Regions from separate parts of the Zea mays genome. Here all the other regions are linked to region 1. The links are chromatin contacts, called in public Hi-C maps. All regions are on one chromosome and are shown on one strand. Each heading gives the region's core, a stretch centred on a gene start, on an enhancer-like site or on the middle of the called end of the contact. The rest is flanking DNA. Distances are from core to core; before and after follow the strand shown. Region 1 holds the start of LOC100282645 (ATP-dependent Clp protease proteolytic subunit). Region 2 holds the start of LOC103634735 (AAA-type ATPase family protein). Region 3 has its middle 3.0 kb from the start of LOC118474591.

What was found. Hi-C and Micro-C count contacts between places; a contact is called where the count stands out from the background.
Region 2: a contact with region 1 is called in a Hi-C map of leaf, with 2.0 times the contacts expected there. The contact joins the promoter of LOC103634735 here to the promoter of LOC100282645 in region 1. A contact is called at or near these places in 7 of 25 Hi-C or Micro-C datasets (bundle sheath, ear, endosperm and 2 more).
Region 3: a contact with region 1 is called in a Hi-C map of bundle sheath, with 2.5 times the contacts expected there. The contact joins the enhancer-like site here to the promoter of LOC100282645 in region 1. A contact is called at or near these places in 2 of 25 Hi-C or Micro-C datasets (bundle sheath and ear).

What each region holds. Positions count from the first base shown.
Region 1 is chr1:58,352,455-58,355,703 of Zm-B73-REFERENCE-NAM-5.0, forward strand. LOC100282645 (ATP-dependent Clp protease proteolytic subunit) reads right to left here and starts at 1,533. Exons shown (of 10, transcript NM_001155553.2): 1 at 1,098-1,533; 2 at 554-658. The coding sequence starts at 1,424.
Region 2 is chr1:58,152,180-58,155,428 of Zm-B73-REFERENCE-NAM-5.0, forward strand. It overlaps LOC103634735 (AAA-type ATPase family protein), which reads right to left and starts at 1,666. Exons shown (of 28, transcript XM_008657320.3): 1 at 1,243-1,666; 2 at 983-1,148; 3 at 701-891; 4 at 1-104. The coding sequence starts at 1,404.
Region 3 is chr1:58,508,652-58,511,900 of Zm-B73-REFERENCE-NAM-5.0, forward strand. No RefSeq gene overlaps it. Among protein-coding and RNA genes, the nearest start is that of LOC118474591, 3.0 kb to the left of the region's middle. Within about 2 kb of position 1,585, at least 18 of the 20 cell types and tissues checked have an H3K27ac peak or open chromatin away from gene starts, as enhancers often do. A contact at or near this core is called in bundle sheath and ear, where this site is marked.

The DNA.
Region 1 (3,249 bases), core at 283-2,782:
ATGCGGGTCCACACGAGGCCTGACCCAAACTACCACCCCGACGCCCTCGACGAACAAGTCTGATTCTGCATCGAGTCATTTAGCGAGATGTTGTCCACCCCGGCTAGTGCCTTCGCCCTGTTCGAGGACGACGTCACATTCAACCAGGCAGTGCAGATGAAGCTCCTCTGCGACTCGAATGGGCTTGGGGGCCTAACCGGGCAGCTATTGTTCGTCGAGGGGCGCAAAACTCATAGGAATCTATCTTCTTTGTTCATACATTTTTACCCTCTTTTGGCCACCAGAGCTCATAGGAATTTCTCTTCTTTGCTCATGTCATGTGGAATGTGGAAGGAGTTGATATTCGAAATACAAACTATACTGGCTACAATGGTCTAACCTGTGGAATCATGCATTTGCTATTTCATAGCTCTTAATTTAACACCAAGTCAGATCGTTTATCCAGCCTAGCTAAGCACCCTAATGTTTATGTTTTACCATGACTGATGTCCATGGATGCATAGTAATAACATGAAACGAAACTTGGCATCAAGAATATTGGTGCAGATTATACCGGCATGCCAATATAAACGATTCGGCCGTGAAGAAGCAATGAAGGCAAATCTGGAGGAGGCCTTCTAGGTCTGTGCTGACTATACGAGCTGCTAGACCGTTCCACCTGACAATTACAAAGCAGAGGCAATGTATGGTTAAGTGAAGTGCAGTTCGTATATACTACAAATACCAAAGATCATCAAGGTGCATACAGCAGATAACAGGAAGCAAATGTACACATGGAAATATTAGCACAGCAACACCTTTGAAATTGCGTCGTGATTGATATGTCGTCATGTGAATAAGTTAGTACCTCTAATATCGTAAATAGCCAACCTAATTTAACATGCCGGGTAGTGTGGAACTCAGAATTGCTAATGATAGGCTTCGGATGGAGAATTACTATGAGAACTGTGAATCTGGAAGCTATAATATTTTTCTCAATTTGATGATAGAAATACACGAAAGAGTTCAACCCATAATTTCCCCTCTTTCCGCAACCAGCCTCATAACAAATAACAGCAGCTCCATTCCCGCAGACGATACAAGCGCGGAAGCCTCACCTGCGCGGGCGAGGCCATGAGTTTGGTGTTCTGGAAGATCTCGAGGAACGGCAGGTGGTCCTCTCCACGGCGCTCGCCACCAGCGGCGGCCGCAAGGTCCTCCGGTGAGGCGGCTGCGAGGGTAGACAGGAACGGGTCTCCCCGGGGGTTGAATAGCGGCGATGGAGCTCCCGCCGCTCCCGTTGGCCCTGCCGCCCGCGCCACCAGCGTCGAGGACGCCACACCGCCACGCGCCTGCCGGAGCAGAGACGGGGGGAAGGAAAGGGACGAAGTGGCGTGGGAGGGAGTGGGCAGGCGCAGAGAGAGGAAGGTGGAGGCGGAGGTCATGGTGGGCGGCCGCGGTGGTGCTCCGCCGCGGCGTGTGAGTTCGGGGGAGTGGGAGGCGAGGCGCGTGTGTGGATAATTTGGTCGGGACTCCGGCGATGAATGGAGTGATCCATAATGTGGGCTTCGTGGGCTTTCAAAAGGTGGGCTATTGAGGTTGGCTAGCCATAGCTTTTTTTAAAAAAATGATTCTAGCTAGGTATGAGGTGTAAGAAAACGGTTGCTAATTGACGGTTGTTGACTTGTTGTGAGATTGCTAAAATATGTTTGGTTAAAATAATTGTTAACTATAGATTTGGTAGAATTGGTAAGAATATGGTAGCTTATTAACATAGATGGTAGGAATTTGAAAAATCTGGAGGGTGGTTCTAAATTAAACTAGAGAAATATATGGATTTTTAGAAATATATTCTGCTTTTGTACCAGTTTGGTTAGGATTCTAGATTTTGGGTAGCGAACCTGGTTCGTAAAGTTGAACTAAATATATCCTAAATCCCTCTTTTTAACAAAAATAAAACCTAAGTCCTGCTCGAATCAGGAGCGGGATCAAATTAAGGGGATGTGTTTGACGTCATGTCAAAATTATCTGTTAGAAAAATTGTCAGTCCTATCAGTGTGTCAAGTTGCATCGGATATGTTTGGTGGTGCATCGGACATACCATGCCAGCTAACCGTTGTACTTAGCCATTGACGACCGTTAAGTCGTTTTGGGATCTGGTGCACCACTGGATTCCACATTGGATATGTCTGGTATGCATTTTTCATGCTCTCTAAGTGTCATATCGGGTACACTATCTCGTGCTTCATTAGATACGTTTGATGTCTTATATCTGACTTCTTTCCATGTTGTAGCTTCTCTGAGTGTCGTAACTGGTGAGGTGTTCGGTGTCTCCTATAGTTGATTTTCAGTCCTTTGTGTATGTCGTGTCTCGTGTGTTACTGTGTTATGTCTGATGTACAGGTTCCACAAAATAAACGACCTCATAAAGGTGTGCCATGAATTTATCCGAATATCTCTCGATGTTATATAAGAAAAGAAGGATATGCATGGAACTTGGAAGTTATGAAAAAGGAAAAAAGAAAAAAGAAAAGAAGAAAGATAAGAAAGAACTCCATTCCATCCATCGAGTAATAATCACGTCATGAGGCATTCACCTATTACACGTGCATTTGGCTATAAATCTTGTTTGAAAACCACCCTGTTGACACTCAGTTTGATTCGATAATATAAACATGATGAGAAGTCCTTATATCTTACACTACCTAAAGTTCCATGAAAGCGTACAGGGGCTCAGACTTGCCTCCTCGCCATACGCGGCCAGCCCGGGTACTCCTAGCAGTCATCCTTGAGGCTATAAATAAGGCTGACCATGGCTTCAAGTAGGCAGCCGAACACTTCACGGTTCTCACCTCCACCACGATATTGACACTTGCCTCGATCAACTCTAAGGATTTGGGATCTTTCCCTCTCGCGATCAACTTGTACTCCCTACTGCAAGCACTTTAGTGCAAGTAATATAAGTCTCATCCTCCCTCCACTGGAAGTAGGGCTTTGTCTCACCCAAACCAGGATAAAAACAACTTGTGTCATTTTGCATCACCCGTCTGGGTCAGGGCACGCTGCATTATTTCACTGGTTGGTAAGACCCTCGGGTCGAGACACTGACACATTGCTTCCTAATGATGAAACACAAAGGATGAAAAAAGCAAGAACTCGATAACACAAGATTTATCCCGAGTGAAGGAAAAAATATTTTGGGCTATTAATGAGTATAGGCTCATGCCGGTGTCAACTGCTCCTGGCTACAGTGTCAAATGAGACATAACA
Region 2 (3,249 bases), core at 416-2,915, 200 kb before region 1:
AGTCTACAAACAGGTGAGGCAGTGGATGATTCGCCCAGTCTGAAATCATGATGTGCTCCATGACCGATAGTGAAAAGCGCACCATAAATAGAAAGGGTAGGGTGCTGTTGAAAAAAAATACAGCAGATGACAATCCATTGGTATATGATAAAAAGTTCAATCATTTTAGTTGCTCCAAAGAGCAATAATGAAGTTCGTTAACTCACTGAAAGGCACCTTAAATCCTAAATCTTATACAATATCATATGCACACAAGCACTAACAATGGGACATTGAAGTTTCTCAACAAATGCAGCCAAACGTCACATCACATACAGCCTATCCAATAAAGCAAAAATGAAGCACAAAACATCTTAATAACCTTGGCACTGAGATAGAACTATGTATGAAATTATTTTTCCACAAACAGAAAGTAAACAGAAAGTGTATCTGTGTATATTGCAACTGAATGGGGTTGGATGGTGCTTTCTTTAAAGTTACAAGACTCAGAGCAGATAGAGAACAGGTAAGGTTCAAGGTAGTATTGCATATTCCTGAGTTCTGATATGAGGTTTTATATGGTATTTCTATAGCAATTACAAAGAACGATTAACATGTGCCATGTAGTTTTTGGTAATTAAGGTCTCATCCAAAGCACGAGAGATCATGGGTGAGTTCTACTAATTGAAAGAGAAGTGAAAAGACAGAAGAGAAGTCGCACCATGGTATATTGTGAAATTAGTCTGCACCAGGGCTCCTGACGCCTGCTGGTGGCTGCCGCCTGTGGCTTATTCAATATCCCAGCCACATTATCCTTGGTTTTCTTTATCTTTGCTGATAAATCCTCCGATAAATCCATGGCTCTCTTTATCTTCGCCGTTATATCTTTATCGTTAGTGCCCCGCTTATGCCCTACACAAACAAGGGAACTCATCAAACCCTAAGGCCCGAAGCCAAAAACCGAAAGAACGCCGTAGGCACATCGTAGGGACAAGGCTCATACCGGCCGGATTGGACTGACCCTCCTTGGGCCTCAAGAGGGCCTCCAGCTTGTCCATGGCGCCGGTCAGCGCCTGCAGACCAGCCGTGTTGGGCAGTGGGCCCGCAACGGTGCCGACTTCTGCCGGCGCCACCAACGGCTTCTCGGTGTCCGCCTCCGTGCACCCAACCTACCACCAGCGAGATCGCAATAACAACAAAAACCAGATCAAAACCAGAGACCTGAAGGGGCTACATGCATGGGGGATGGAGGGAGATCCGGACCTTGGCTCGCTTCGGGGGCTGCGACGACGCGACATCGTCACCCGCCCTCGGACCCGCCCCCGCGTTCTCCGCGGGAGCCGATGCAGGCGATGCCGGCGCCCCCTTATCCTCTTCCCCCGCCGCCGGGCGCTTCGCGGCGGCGCTCCGCCTCGTCTCGACCATCTCGCACCAGCGGCGACGGCGACGCGAGAACACGCGAGAGAGAGAGAGAGAGAAAGGGGCGAAGGGGAAGACGAAAGGAAGCGGAGTAGAATACAAAACCGAAGGATTCTTTGGATTAGTAGTAATGCATTAGTAGGGGAAGCGGAATAAAAATAAGGCGGCCGCCGCGACCACCAATCACACAACAGCGGCGCGACAGGTGAGACTGTGCTGTCCAGTCGATACTCGATAGAGAGGCCGCCTCGTGCAATTGGGGAAATTCACGGAAAATCCTCGTCTTGCGTGGTGTATAGGGTCTGTTTGGTTGGACTGTAGCTGTGAAAAAAAACTGTTGTGGGTTGTAAGCTGTGAAAAAAACTGTTGTAGGCTGTGAACTGCTAAAAAGCTAAAAATCGTTCGGTGGAAACCACTAAAAGTCGCTAAAAATTCTTCCATATATATTTTCACAGTTCCACCTAAAAGCTGTTAAAAGCAGGTCCAGATGTGCTTTCAGTTTTGCACTACAAGAAAGTCAGCTTTTAGAAAAAATTGCTTTCCAGATTCAGCCCTTTGGTTTGACTTTTAGGGGGCAAAAGTCAAAGCCAAAAGCCAAACCAAACACACCCTTAGTTCGGATGGGATTTTGACTTATTATAAATTTAAATTGATTTAATTCGGTTTAATCCACATGTATTAGCATTAAACAAATAAGTTCTAAGAGTATGTACAATCCTCATACTTTGATTTGGTTTCCCAAGTACAATAGATAGTTAAGACACTGTATAATACAACACTGAAACGTTAGGTCATAAATATAGCTAAGAGACAACATGTATGGTGGTGAAGAGACAGAATCTTGACAAATAGTCTGTCTTTTGTATTTTTTAAAATAACCCTTTATAGACCCTCCAAGAGATCTAATATTAAACTAGGTGAGTACCCGTGCGTTGCAACGAGAACATATAATACCATGATAATTTATATACAAAATGTGTCTTATATTGTTATAAGAAAATGTTTCATAATCCATTTGTGATCCTAGCCATACATAAATTTTGTTATTTTAATTTAGCTGTTTTACTACTACATTGCAACCATCAGTGTCATGCAGACTTTGATATATGTCACGATTTGCATGGTCTCATCATTGGAGAGCACATATCACACCTGCCGGTAGAAGTTCTGTCGTACATCATTAGTCATCAGACACGCACCACCATACACGCTTGCTTAAACAAAAAAAGGCAAGTGTGTGTTTGTGAAGAGAATTAAAGGCAGACCGGCACAAAAGCTACCCCGACGATGGCGAGTGGTCATTGTTGTCGGTCCTCCTCTGCGTCACCTCCGGCGCCTAGATGACGCCATAATCCTTGATATAATAGTCGTCGAATGCGCACGACATGGTGAGTACGGATGACTCTTGGTTGGGCTGCCAAATGAAGTGCACCTCGGGCTCATCAGCGAGGTAGTACATCTGGTCGTTGCACCACCGGATGTGCTACTCCTCTACATACATCTTGTTCGAGGACACTCACACAACAGCAGCAATGTCCGTCATCCTAGCGCATAAGAATTCATGGCCGGTCAGTAGCGACTTATGTGACAGGTTGGGCTTCAGGTGGATGATGAACTGGACGGCGTGATGGTGTCGTCGTCGGTTGCGGTGCCCAGAACAACCCGAGAGTCGTTGGCATTGGCAACAACCATGAGGTCCCCCAGTTTGACGATGGACAGCGCGGTGCAGCCGCTCTGGACCGCGTCCAAGCGGCGGTTGTGCTGGAGCTTGCCGTACACGGCGGCGCATGCAGCCACGGGCCACGTAGGACTGCTTCCAGAGGTCGAACTGGTAGTCGCCAAGCTTCTTTT
Region 3 (3,249 bases), core at 335-2,834, 160 kb after region 1:
GAATAGGCACCTCCAATCATTCGTGTTTGTGCTCAACATTGGCCCTGATTGGTTGTTGTACCGTTGAAGACAGGCTCGTACCTGAGGAGTCAGGTTTATTATGCACAGGCTAAGCTCATACATATGCTTTTGATTGATTGTTTGCGTCGGTACATTCAGGATAGATACAATCTCTGTTTGGTTGTGTGTATCAAAACATATATATAGAAAAGTGTATAAATAAATCTTCAAATATTACATAACGATTGTCTTGGTGATTACTAACAAAAATCTTAAAAGTATGACTATAAAATCAGTTTGATGATTATGTAATTTAATTATGAAATATAATAGAAAACATAAAAACACATGTGTCTTGGTTTGGGTGCGTCTGCACAGGCAGCAGCTGCATGTCGGTGTACGCTCGTGGGCCGCGTACGGCTGGAGCCTGGCTGCCCCTGTGATTTGCATCCGTTCAACCTGTATACGAAGTGAAGTGAACCAAACAAAAGTTGCTTTAAGACTCCGCGGGTGCGGTTGCATGCCGATGTACACCAACCAAACAGATGGATTGTGTCTCTTGATGCTTGCGCGTGGCATTGTAGTACTACAGAGATGGGTCGTAAATCATGCTATGTTACACCAATTGCGTTCACGGTGTGCCCGCCATCGTATATTGGACGGAACAAGGCCCGTGCCGATTCAACCAGAAATTCGATAGCGGAGGCGATGGAGAGCATCTAGGAGAGCTTGAAGTCGGAGCACCACTTACATGTGGAGAAGTTCCGAGGTTTTCAATGGAGTTACCTAACCAGGGGCTTGGCCCTCGTATCGGCATTCCCTTGTGTGGGCTCTAACAAGGATTAGGTGGAAGATTTTGTGTGTTTCTCAATATCTTGGTGAACACACTGGCTCATCAACGAGAGTTTGTATCTCTATCATATTTAAGTTTTCGTATTTATATTGTGTTATATTCTTTATATGTTTTATCTTCCGAACTTTGTTATAGGCTAGTGAACAGGTTTGGAAAAGGATGATACATTGCTCTCGGAGATCTACGGATAAAATCCAAGCTTTCAAGATTGAATCAATAGATTAGAGAAGGTTATATGGATTGGGGAGACAGAGACGGAGATAGATGATAAACAAATCAGGTCCGCCTCAGCTAGAAAACTAGGTCTAGATGTGGTGGTTTAAATTGGAGCTCAGTGTTAACCTATGACACCTAGGTATTGCCACACGTTAGAGACATGTTGACATATACGTCATCAGTGACGTGATATCATGTAACCTCGATGTCATAGGCCACGGTAGCTACCTCTAAAATCTTATTATCTCCGTTCTCGAATATTTGTCAGTCGCTAGTCTATTTTTGAACTAAAACGTGATAAATGAAAAGAAACGTATAGAGTAACATTGCAATAGTCATACCATAAGTGTAAACATGCAATATTTATTAAAAAAGACTAAAATAAAAAATCGGGCAGACATGTTGGTCGTCGTTGGTCCAGGTCCTGGAGCACGTACGCACAAGAGATGCACCGGGTACCACACACAGACACACTTGTGTACTACCTCCACTTATGTACTGCATGCCCGTGACCTGCAGACGGTGCACAAGTTTCACATGCAACTCCGAACCACGGCGCATGTACCAGACACAGCACGTACGGTACATGCACCATCGTCTCCTCTTCTGAAATTTTCATTTTTTTTTTCTCCCAACAGGGTCCACTAAAATCGTAACTAGTCCGGAAACAAAACGAAATCAAATCCTCCCCACCCCACCCGCCCACGTCCACGACCTTTCCATGTCCGAAACCGCGAGACGGCTTCCTGCACGCACGAACTCCTACTGAAACATTTTTTCCGCCCCTTCAAACATGCCCCAACTGAAATATTGGGCCATTCAATCCAAAATATTCCGAAAATAACACGGTCTACTCCTAACCTGGCCGCTGCAAGCGTGCGCATGACACCGATGCCAGGCTTAGCAAAATGCAGAGGCTGTTCGTTCTGGACCAAGAAACCTGACCCCATTGGTGAACTCGGCTTAACTAACATTATCTCCTCCTCCGATCCAGTAAACAACCGCACACAGAACCGCGCGCTCGTACGTCGGGCCCGCCCACCAGAGGCCGGCGTTTGACGCCTGCGGCTGGAAAGGTCGCCGCCGGCCCTCTCGCCATCCCGGAAGAAGCTTCGCCACCCCCACCCCCACCCCCGGGCCTGCTCCCGGTCGTCCCAGCTGCCAGCCGGTCACTGACGTTAACCTGAGCGCGCGTGAGCTGAGAGCCGTGCACGCAACCATGTCCATGTCACCACACCAGCAACCGGGGTCGCGCGCGCGCGGAGACCTGTAGCTGTAGGGCCATCTATATGTTTTTTTTTTTTTTTTTTGCTTTTCATTGCATCATCAGAATGCAGGTGCGCCGAGTGATCATCGTTTTCACTCCGCAAACCGGGACCGGCCGGGCTCTAGTTTACTCGTGATAAACCGCCACCTTTTCCGGCCCTTGCTTCCGGGCTAAGCCTCCCCGGCCCGGCCGGGACAGGCGAGAGGGGACAGCTTGATCGGGCTCAGAAACCGATGGCGAGAAGGCCTCCTGTCGCTGCATCCATGGCCTGGCCTGGCCTGGCCACCCCCCGTTCATTCCCCGTCCACGGCCGGCAAGATCTCTCTTTTTCGCGAAATAATAAACAATAAAGCACCACTTTATTTCGTGAAGTGTCAAGGTAGCTAGCTAGCCACGGATGATCGATGGAGACCAACCATGGCGGTTGGCGGGCATGTCCTGCCTGCTTGCTTTCACAGCCTACGCAGCTCCATGTCAGCGCCGTGGATCTTTGCAGCGCAAAGTCGCCACCTACCTGCCACCCCTTCTCGCTCTGGAATGTGCGTGCCCATCCGTCTGTCTGAATCAGCGCTGAAAGGATCCTCCCGCGCCGACCAATTCCCATCACGAACCTAGATTTTTATTTTTTGTTCCTAATAACCCATGGCCATGGGTTAGGAGGTGCATTATTAGGCAAAGTTCAGCGATTAGTTTACTGTTGCCTTTATTCAGAAAAGCTGTCCCTGGAGACTGGAGTGATGGAGACAGCGTTGTTCCCGGCAAGGACTGTGCATCTCCAGTTAAATAATATAAAACTCAGGTGGGAAGAGTTAGGTGACAGACAGACCGAAATGTGTCCGTCAAAATGCACGATGGTTCAGCGGAGGCTGGCGACAAAATAAAGGGTGAGAGATAATATTTCTCTCTCTCTCTC